Regions from separate parts of the Mus musculus genome. Here all the other regions are linked to region 1. The links are chromatin contacts, called in public ChIA-PET maps. All regions are on one chromosome and are shown on one strand. Each heading gives the region's core, a stretch centred on a gene start, on an enhancer-like site or on the middle of the called end of the contact. The rest is flanking DNA. Distances are from core to core; before and after follow the strand shown. Region 1 overlaps Agps (alkylglycerone phosphate synthase). Region 2 has its middle 13 kb from the start of E030042O20Rik. Region 3 holds the start of Hnrnpa3 (heterogeneous nuclear ribonucleoprotein A3).

Region 1 (2,878 bases), core at 266-2,765:
AGTAAGTCTAACAGCACAATTAAACATGTTATTTAAATTATGATTAGCAATGGACATTTGAAAGTTTAACTGCAAATAGAGAAGCTAGTATGAAAATAGACATTTTATTATAGCCAATTTCATTGCCAGTAATGTGAAACTTATTTTTCTTTCATGAAGATTTTTAAAGAGAATTCTAAGCTATAAATAAAGATGATAGTGTCAGACCTCCTTAAATGTGCACATCTTTTCTAAATAAACTGCAAGCCACTCTTCAGTGGTTGGTGCAAAAGATTAAGGAAATAAACCAGAGTTCTCTCTGGTATTCTCCTACTGTTTAAAGATACATGCTACAATGCTTCAGAGCCTCCATGCAAGGCACTGTCCATGTTCTCCATGCACTGCAGCTACATCCACTAGCCAGCCTCTGAGGTGGGAAACATCCCTCTTGGTCTGCAGCCAAGGGCACCTGAGGTCAGAGAACCTGCTTTCCTGCAGTCTCATCAGTAAACTCGGAGCTACAAATACAGGTTTTATGTCACAGGCTATATCCTTTCCTACTTACAGTGTGTGTGTGTGTGTGTGTGTGTGTGTGTGTGTGCGTGTGCACATCCATATGTGTGCCCCTACACATGTGGTGCTTAGAAATGAACCTAGGACCTTCTGCATGTGAGGCAAGTACTCACCTTCCAACTATACTCCATTCATCATTTTAATCCTCATCTTGAGACAGGACCTCAATATAAATTGCTAAGAAAGACTCGAACTACCTCAGCAGCCCAAGAATGACTTAAGCTTATGATCTTCCTTGAATATAGAATCATATTAATGAAAAGGTCCGTTTACAGTATTTCTGTGAAAGTGTGTTAGCAGAGTCACTTAATCAGCAGATTACAATAACATTCATTTCTCTGCATATTATTAAGTGTTCCTTATATACTTTGTTTTAAAGCAGATGGGCCTGACAATGCTCTCCTATAATCCTCTTCCCTAGGAAGAACTATGTAGAGCAGACACTCAGTGTTCTGGGAACTGGAGAACAGAATGTGACCGAAGTCATAATTCTGCCACTGAACAGGATTCAAACTACACACACGAGCAAGGGAACATTTCTAGGAAAGTGACATCTTTACTGGAGACCTAAATGACCAGGTAAAGGGAGCCACGGAAACATCTAGGAGGAGAACAGCAGAAAATGAGGGAATAGCATGGGCCTTGAGGGGAAAGAGGTTCCATTTGAGAAACAGCAGGAAGAAAAAAAAAATAAAAGAGTATCAGAGACATGGACCACTGCATCACTGAAAGCCTAGTGAGGGGTCTGGGTTTTCTTCTGAATGTGAAGAGAAAATTTGAGTTAAAGAATTTAAATAGAAAAAGAAAGATTCCCAGGCAGCAAGGGAAGGGAGGAAGGGTCCTATGAGTTAAGAGGGTACTTACTGCTCTGTGCCCACAGGAAACAGATCTGAACTAAGGTGGTGCCAGAAGTGGTGACATCTTTTGATTTCTGGAGTCTTCAGGATGGTTCTGCATTGTGGGGCAGAGACTGTCACTAAGGAAGTGGGTGACGGGGCGGGACAGGATGAGCTCCCTGCTGGGGCATTTATAAGACCATATCCTCTCTTGATACTATTATGTGAGTGGTCTGCGCACCTCTGCAGGCCTAGGGTCTTTTTCTAAGCACTACAAGAAATCATGTAGTTTGGAATTTGTTTCCATTCAGTCATTGTTTCTGATCACACAGAAAATACATACTAAAAATGGGATAGAATTTTTTAAATCTCTTAATGCAGCAGCTTCTAAATTTAATATGGAATCAAACTTTGCCACATTCTACTTCAAGCCAATAAACAGAATTTTCTCAATGTATGAAGTCTAACAAATAAAGTCTAAACCTAGAACTTGAAAATATATACAAATTGTATTAGTGGTTTTACTGTATGTATGGTCTGAATAAGAATGGCCTACATAGGCTCACATATACTTGGTGAGAGTACTTGGTCTCTGGTTGGTGAAACTGTTTGGGAAGAAGAATTAAGAAGTACGGTCATGTTGGAGGAGGCATGTCACTGGTGGGGCTTCAAAGGCCTATGCTATTCCTAACATCTGTCTCCTGGTTGTGTTTCAAGATGTAAACGCTTAGCTACTGCTATGCCTGCCTACCTGCTGCCATGCTCCCTGCTGTAGTGGTCATGGTCTCTAACCCTCTGAAACTGTGAGTCCCAGAGTATGTTGCCTTGGTCATGGTATTATCTACAAGAATAGAAGAAATAACTAAGACACTATAACATAAACTGTCCTGAACTGTTTTAGTGCCTGAATTTGAAAATGTTAGATGCCTATAATCAGGAAGTATAAAACCAACAAGAAAGTAAAAGGATTTATGGGCAAGAACTAAGAAAAATTATCTATAATAAAAAAAATTAAAGCTTTTGGTTCCCTTCTGTGGTACTTGTTTAAAAAGTAATTATCTTACATAATGTGCAAATGAAAGAAAAGAAAGAGTTACCACCTTAAAGGAAAACTAATACATATTCTTTTCAAAGGCAGTCAATTTCAATCTTAAAAAGGTTTAAAATGATTTCACATAGTTTAGGCTTCTTGGTATCAGGACAAGAGCACTGAATAACACTCAAAATCTTACACCAGCAATAACAGCTTATATTTTGAATTCCATTTGTAATAAGTTACTCGGCTGCATGTTGAAGAGGATTAAAAGATATTAAATTACACAGATCCCAGAAAACATTTATAGTTTATAAGCATTACTATTTCCTTCATCTTCTTTTCCCTTCTGACAGTCAGACATTTAATATGCTGTGACTGCCTTGGCAGTGCTGTCCGAAGTGAAGAGGAAACTAATATAAAGCAGTGAGCAGGGCACAATCGCATCAGTAGTTTC
Region 2 (3,067 bases), core at 113-2,612, 190 kb after region 1:
ATAGTTACCTAAGGTAGACCAGTAGACACCTGGGAAGGAAGAAAGGCAGGAAGAAGTAGGATTAAAATTGAGCCCAGAGCAAGTGTTTTACCTTGGATGTAGTTCAGTGGCATAGTACTTGTGAGACAGCTAGAAGGCCCCGAGTTAGACCCCCAGCAGCACAGGAGGAGCACAGCTCTGGAATGAGAAGTTGCTTATTACCTTCATTAGTGTGTGTAGGGATGTACATGCGCTTACCAAATTATGTACGTCCATCTGTGCCATGTATTGTATGTCAGATAGATCTCAATCTAAAAACGAGAAAACAAAACGTGCCTTGCATAGGTAAGGTTCCGAGTTTAATTCCTATAACCTAAAAAGAAAGGAATGAAGGAAAGAAATTATGTCATTTTTGCATAAAATAAAAAGGAAACTCTGGCCCTCTAGCCTAAGAGTGGATCTTCATTACTTCTTGAGTATGGGCGATTGTGATATTTTATTTCTGGGCTGTTGGGATTTAAAGGTAAAATCTGTATTTAACTCAAGTCCCTCACCTCCCACCCAGCCCCCACCAGCAGGCTACTGCTCACTAAGTATTCAAGTGTTGTTGGTTTTGGGTTTTGTTTTTGTTCTTGTTTTTGTTTTTGTTTTAAATGGGTAATCAACTATCTGGACACTTTTTGCCCAAACATTTTTTTAAAATATCTATTTATTTATTTGTTTGTTTGTTTGTTTGTTTATTTATTTAATGTATGTAAGTACACTGTTGCTGTCTTCAGACACACCAGAGAAGGACATCCTATTTCATTATGGATGGTTGTGAACCACCATGGGGTTGCTAGGAATTGAACTCATGACCACTGGAAGAGCAGTCAGTGCTCTTAACCATTGAGCCATCACCTCTCCAGTCCCTTGCCCAAACATTTTTAAATGTTTTTAGAACATCAAAATGGTTCTAGATAACTTTCCAAATTAATTTTGCAATTTTGGAAACACCCGTGGTTCACAGTATGACGTTACACTTAAGAATTGTAGTTGGACATGTTGTCCGGTTCTTGTAATCCCGGCACTTGGGAGACCGAGACAGGAAGGTCTTTGTAATTAGATGCTGGCCAGAGCTTCAGAGTCAGACTATGTCTTAGAGACAAAAAAACAAAAAAACCAAAACCAAAACCAAAACCAAAAAAAAAGCCAAAAATAGACAAAATCGAAAGGCAGTGTTCAGCTGCTAGAGCACAGAGAAAAAGTATTCTCTATAGGCCTCAGTTTCTCAGTTAAAAAAAAAGAAAAAAGATGTGTCTTTTGTGGTGTGTGTGTGCCTGCCTTCTGTCTGTCTGTGTCTGTGTGTCTGTATGCACGGAGATCAAAAGAGGACAACTTCCAGGAGTCGATTCTTTCCTTCCCACGCGTGGGTCCTGGTGACTGAGCTCAGCTTGTCAAGGTTATCAGCAAACACTTTTCCCCACTGAGTCATCTCACTCGGCCTTCCTAGGTTGTTAAGGGGATAATAATCTACCTATGTCTTTCTTTTTTTCTTTTTCAAAGACTCAAAATAAACCATGATCAGATACAAAGCACATGATCCCTAGTGACCACTAAATATTGGCTTTAGTTTTTAGGTTGCTATTACTATTCATAGGTCTACAGTTCCACTGTGTTTTTGTTTTGTTTTGTTGTTTTTTGCAAGACAGGGTTTCTCTGCATAGCCCTAGCTGTCCTGGAACTCTCTCTGTAGACCAGGCTGGCCTCAAACTCAGAGATCCTCCTTCTACAATGTATGCTAGAAGAGAGAAACCTCCTGTCCTCATATCCAGTTGCAAGTGAATTGTTATATCTCAGACATAAACTTTTTAGTTTATGAACTCCACAGACAGACATATCCCATCTTTCATTAGGATAGAGGAAATGTGATGGATAGTGTGATCTAGACCTTCCCCAGAGGAAGGAACCATTCCAGGCTGATAGTAAAGGTCACCTAACGGCTAAGCTCTCTAGAAGCATGCAACTAGAGGAATTTAATTTATTAGAACAATTGCAATGGGCACAGCAGCTTATGGTCTCATCAGCATATGCTATACTTTGTCCTTAGACCTTTCCACGGAGAAGAAAATAAAGATCTACAATCGACTGTCTCTCTGGCCTCCACTTCAGAGTTCCTTCATGTGGAAATCCTCTTCTTGTATCTGTTTGCATGCTTTCTCTAGTGAAAAACACTTTGTTGTTCTGCCCTTGGGGAATTAATTAAACAGAATGTGGAAAAGTGGAATCTTCAGGGAACCCTGCTATGAGTGAGCTCAGTAAATACAGCATGAGTCAAGAGACTCCAGAGCCCTGACCTCCGGTGGACTAAGCCTGGGCTTTGGAACCAACCATTTTCAGGATCAGTTTTTCTTGAACTTTCAGCCAGTTACTTAAAAAAAATAAACTGCCATAGTCTAATTTATATTAGAACCAATTACATCTCCTAGATTTGTAGAGAATATTTATAAAAATAAATGCAATAACTCACCCTCACTAGGTTATATTAATCCCCCTCAGAATCCAAAATTTTATATGTAAGTAATATTTAATCTGATCATTTACGTATGGTTCAGTATGGCTCAGTTAAGTATGACCTTCAAAGGGGAACTCAGCTTGTTTGCATGGGATAAACAGAAGACCAAGAGTTGAGAAATGTCATTCTTTTTCTGATTTCTGTCCATAGCAGGTGGTGATCAGTAACCAGTTGACCCCTCAGTCTCCTCAAATAGAAAAGTAAATGGTTGACCAGGAAATATACTTTAAAAATATTTTGTAATTTTTGTGCCATTGCAGACATTAATAATTAATTACTGATCTTTACACCAAATTGAAAAGCTAGGAAGTTGAGTGCTGTATAGCTGCATGGTACAATGATTGCCTGGTTTGGGTGAGGGTCTGGATTTGATCTTGAACACAGAGGTTAAGGGGACTTCACGTAAGAAACACTGAATAACTGCTTCTGAACACTCATTAAAGCATTGTCAGGAGCCACTGTGTAACAGATTTGAATTGACAATCTAAATGAGACCCACTTTCTTTGGTACACTGGTGCACAATATAATCCCAG
Region 3 (3,161 bases), core at 638-3,137, 260 kb after region 1:
TCAGATGTTTCTAACAAATCATTCACTAGAAAAATAAACCCCAAAGACTGCCCGTGCCATCTCCACTGTCCTCAGTCTGCAACACCAACAAACCTGTAATTTTAAAACATGATCTATGAAATGCAACTTAGAAGCTTACAACGGGAAATTAAGAGAAATTCACATTTCCAGCTAATAACATTTCAGTTATTAAAAGACATTCCCAAGCAAATTAGGCATATCCCACAAAACACAGCCAAGACTTAACCCCGTGATACCTTGTGGGGGTTAAAAGGGTGGGTGAGGGTTTTGAGGCTGGCTCTCAAGGAAAGGCAGGCTAAGCTAGCCTTGAACTTGAGGCAGTCCTACCTTAGCCTTTCAAATACTAGGGTAACAGGTGTGCACGCACCATTCACACCTGGTTCCACTACTTAGCTTTCTGTAATCAATTTACCTTGGTTATACCCACTTACATCATATAGTTTCAAGTTATTTCGAATGCGATCCTTACATTCACAAGCGTGTAATTTGGATTTACAAGGTATAGCATATACCGCCTGACCAGAGGAATTAGAAACAAAACCGTAACTGAGAGACTTAGAAAATATCTAGCCTGTGGTTTTCTTTTTGAAGATTTTACTTTCGAGTGAACCGCTTTTAATGAACGCATTAAGACAATTCAACACAAGCCCTTAAAGGGGGCTCACTTTCTTCCATCTTCTGGAAATATTAGTTAGAACATTCAATATGCAGACAGCCACATACCAGAAACCCAACTACCCAAATTCACGTAAAACCCCTTTATTCAAGCCTCGCATAAATGAATTTGACAATACACAAAAAGCATCTCTATACACACAAAATTCTCGTAATCGTGGTATTTTCTAGTGTGGTCGCAGTTCTCTAAAACCAAAATCCAGGAAAACCAAAATCCGGGCCAATCCGAAGTATGAGAAATTAGATCAATAAAAATATTAAGCTCCAAGTAAACACATCTACACTCAAACCCCCGAAATGGTTAAGACTTCAACCACAGGACGCTGTAAATACTCTCATTCCAAATACTTGAGCACAAGCAGCGGGTTAGGAAGCACCTTAAAGCAGCAAGCTTTTCAGTAATGTATCCCCAAATGAGCGCTGAGAAAATCCGGCCCGAGTATTGCGCGGATTGTCATCACCCAGAAGGCCCGCCAAGGCCTAGATCCACGTCGGGAGCACCCCAGCGGAAAGCACCGCGCCCGGAGCCTGGAGGCCATCTGCGGCAGAAACGCCGGGCCGCCTCCCGCCGTCCCCTCCAATCCCCGCGCACTCCTTCTTGGCGGCGTAGCCAGGCGGCGGCCATTGCGGGCCACTGCGCCATTTCGTAACGCGGCGGCGGCGGATCAATGTCAATGCGGCCGCCGCCCGCCTGCTCGCTCGCCCGGATGTGCTCCTCCCCTCCCCCACCGCCTCCTCCCAACCGCTCCCGCGGAGGCCCGCCATGCCGCCCGCGGCCTCGCTAAGTCAGGCCGCGCAGCCCGAGGGCATCCTCGCCCGGCTGCCGAGCCACTCCCCGGCCCCGCCGCGTCTTCGAGGGCTGCCGGTGCGGCCGACCGAGAGGACCAGGCCGACGGAGGGCCCGGAGGAGGCCACCCGGCCCGCTCCCCTCCCCCTCCCACCGCCCTCAGCGCAAAGCGCGGGACGATCGTCCCGGTCTCCCCGGCCTCCCCACTCCCATCGAGCCAAAGCCCCCCCATGCCGGCAACTACCCAGCAACCCCCCGCTCTCCCCCTAATACCTCCTCCCCCCGGCGGCGGCGGCGACGGCCGGAGTCAGGCTGGGGGCGACCGGGCGGCGGTTTTACCTCCATTTTGAGACCGGACTCGCCTCTTCCAACTCGAGTTCAATATGGGACCGAGAGGAAGAGGCGGGGCCAGTCACCACGTGATGTGCTATCCGCGCGCCGCCCGCCCACTGGGGGCGGAGTCATGAGAAAGCGGAGCGCGACTGGTCCACCGCGTTGGCGGGCCGAGGGTGGAGAGCGGGGATTGGGCCGCCGGCGGGAGCGCGCGCGCCTCGCCAACTTCCAACGCAGCGCCGCCTTCGCCGCGGTTCGCGCCCGGCAGCGACGCTTACGTCAGCGGCAGCTCGACCAATGGCGAGAGCCCACGTCGGGAGAAAGCCGCGTGACCGCGCGTCAGCTTAGAGAAAGGCCTTTCCCTTTCTTCTGGCCCCTCTCGCCCCTCCCCCGCGCGCCTGCGGGTCTCCATTTCCGAGTTCACCTCCATTCCAGAGCCAAATGGAAAGTCACGCTTTTCTGACTTGAGACTTAAGGTTGTAAGAAAGCCAGTTGACCATCTTCGCCTCCCTCGCGGCTTTCTAAATGTCGAGAGCCCAGGTTTGGAAAAATGTGACTGCGCCGCCTTCCTGGGAGACCCACACTGCAAGTCGCAGTCGGGGCACGTCTCACGGACCGCAAAACGCGGCTGAGTTACTGCGGTTTTCACCTTAGCAGCTTGCACATTTACAAATTAAGACAGTCTGGGAGGAAGAAGCAGAGCCACTTGGGTATAGAATTGAGAGAATGGAACGATTTCCAACGTTTCCAAAAGGCTTCTGGCCATATAGGCCCTCTACCTGTTGGCTAGAGATTTGTTTCTTATTTAAAGTGGTCATCAGTTTCGAGTTTTAGTGTGCAGTATATGAACGAAATAAGTCGAATCGTTTATTTGCTTAGCAAAGGGATTTGGAACGATTTGGGTTTTTAATCAAATAAAAGCAAACATAGGATTAGGTAGTCTCGAAACACCCACTGTAACGAAGAATGATACCCCGGATTCTAATAGTATGTAAACGCAAACACTGTTTTTATTCTGTAGAAGTCCAGCATGCTGGGGTCTCCCGTTACCAAGATAGAGCCTGAAGTGAGCCCGCAGGACCAATTTAAAGCACCTTAGTGGAATCCTGGGGTAGGTGGGCTTTGTCTTACTCTGTCTCTAGGTATTCCAGAACCATACTAGGGTATGGTGCCTGGAAACTGGCTGAGGAATCTGGGGTGGGGGGTGGTAGGCTGTGTCTTATGCTATCTCGAAGGACATTCCATTACTGGGGCGTGGGGGCTGGCTGGGAACTGCTGACCCATTGTCCTTGTTTCAGGCCAGGTGGTGGGGCAGTTTCTAATTAGCTGCCTGAAGCCTGGGTTT

Evidence for each region. ChIA-PET counts read pairs in DNA pulled down with a chosen protein or histone mark.
Region 2: an RNA polymerase II ChIA-PET map of memory CD8 T cells shows a contact between it and region 1, with 15 read pairs. The contact joins two enhancer-like sites. A contact is called at or near these places in 2 of 115 datasets of contacts at active chromatin or transcription factors (effector CD8 T cells and memory CD8 T cells) and 2 of 9 other capture datasets (liver and pancreatic islet).
Region 3: a contact with region 1 is called in an RNA polymerase II ChIA-PET map of memory CD8 T cells, with 65 read pairs. The contact joins the promoter of Hnrnpa3 here to the enhancer-like site in region 1. A contact is called at or near these places in 1 of 39 promoter capture datasets (second pharyngeal arch cranial neural crest), 5 of 115 datasets of contacts at active chromatin or transcription factors (bone marrow-derived macrophages, effector CD8 T cells, extraembryonic endoderm stem cells and 2 more) and 2 of 9 other capture datasets (adipose tissue and pancreatic islet).

The regions. Positions count from the first base shown.
Region 1 is chr2:75,913,873-75,916,750 of GRCm38.p6, reverse strand. The region is part of intron 19 of Agps (alkylglycerone phosphate synthase); the gene reads right to left. Among named protein-coding and RNA genes, the nearest start is that of Ttc30b, 23 kb to the left of the region's middle. Within about 2 kb of position 1,515, at least 12 of the 459 cell types and tissues checked have an H3K27ac peak or open chromatin away from gene starts, as enhancers often do. A contact at or near this core is called in effector CD8 T cells, memory CD8 T cells and pancreatic islet, where this site is marked.
Region 2 is chr2:75,718,771-75,721,837 of GRCm38.p6, reverse strand. No RefSeq gene overlaps it. Among named protein-coding and RNA genes, the nearest start is that of E030042O20Rik, 13 kb to the right of the region's middle. Within about 2 kb of position 1,362, at least 44 of the 459 cell types and tissues checked have an H3K27ac peak or open chromatin away from gene starts, as enhancers often do. A contact at or near this core is called in memory CD8 T cells, where this site is marked.
Region 3 is chr2:75,657,985-75,661,145 of GRCm38.p6, reverse strand. It overlaps Hnrnpa3 (heterogeneous nuclear ribonucleoprotein A3), which reads right to left and starts at 1,887. Exons shown (of 11, transcript NM_053263.1): 1 at 1,823-1,887. The coding sequence starts at 1,828. Gm39859 (predicted gene, 39859) reads left to right here and starts at 2,209. Exons shown (of 3, transcript NR_166143.1): 1 at 2,209-2,356; 2 at 2,838-2,927.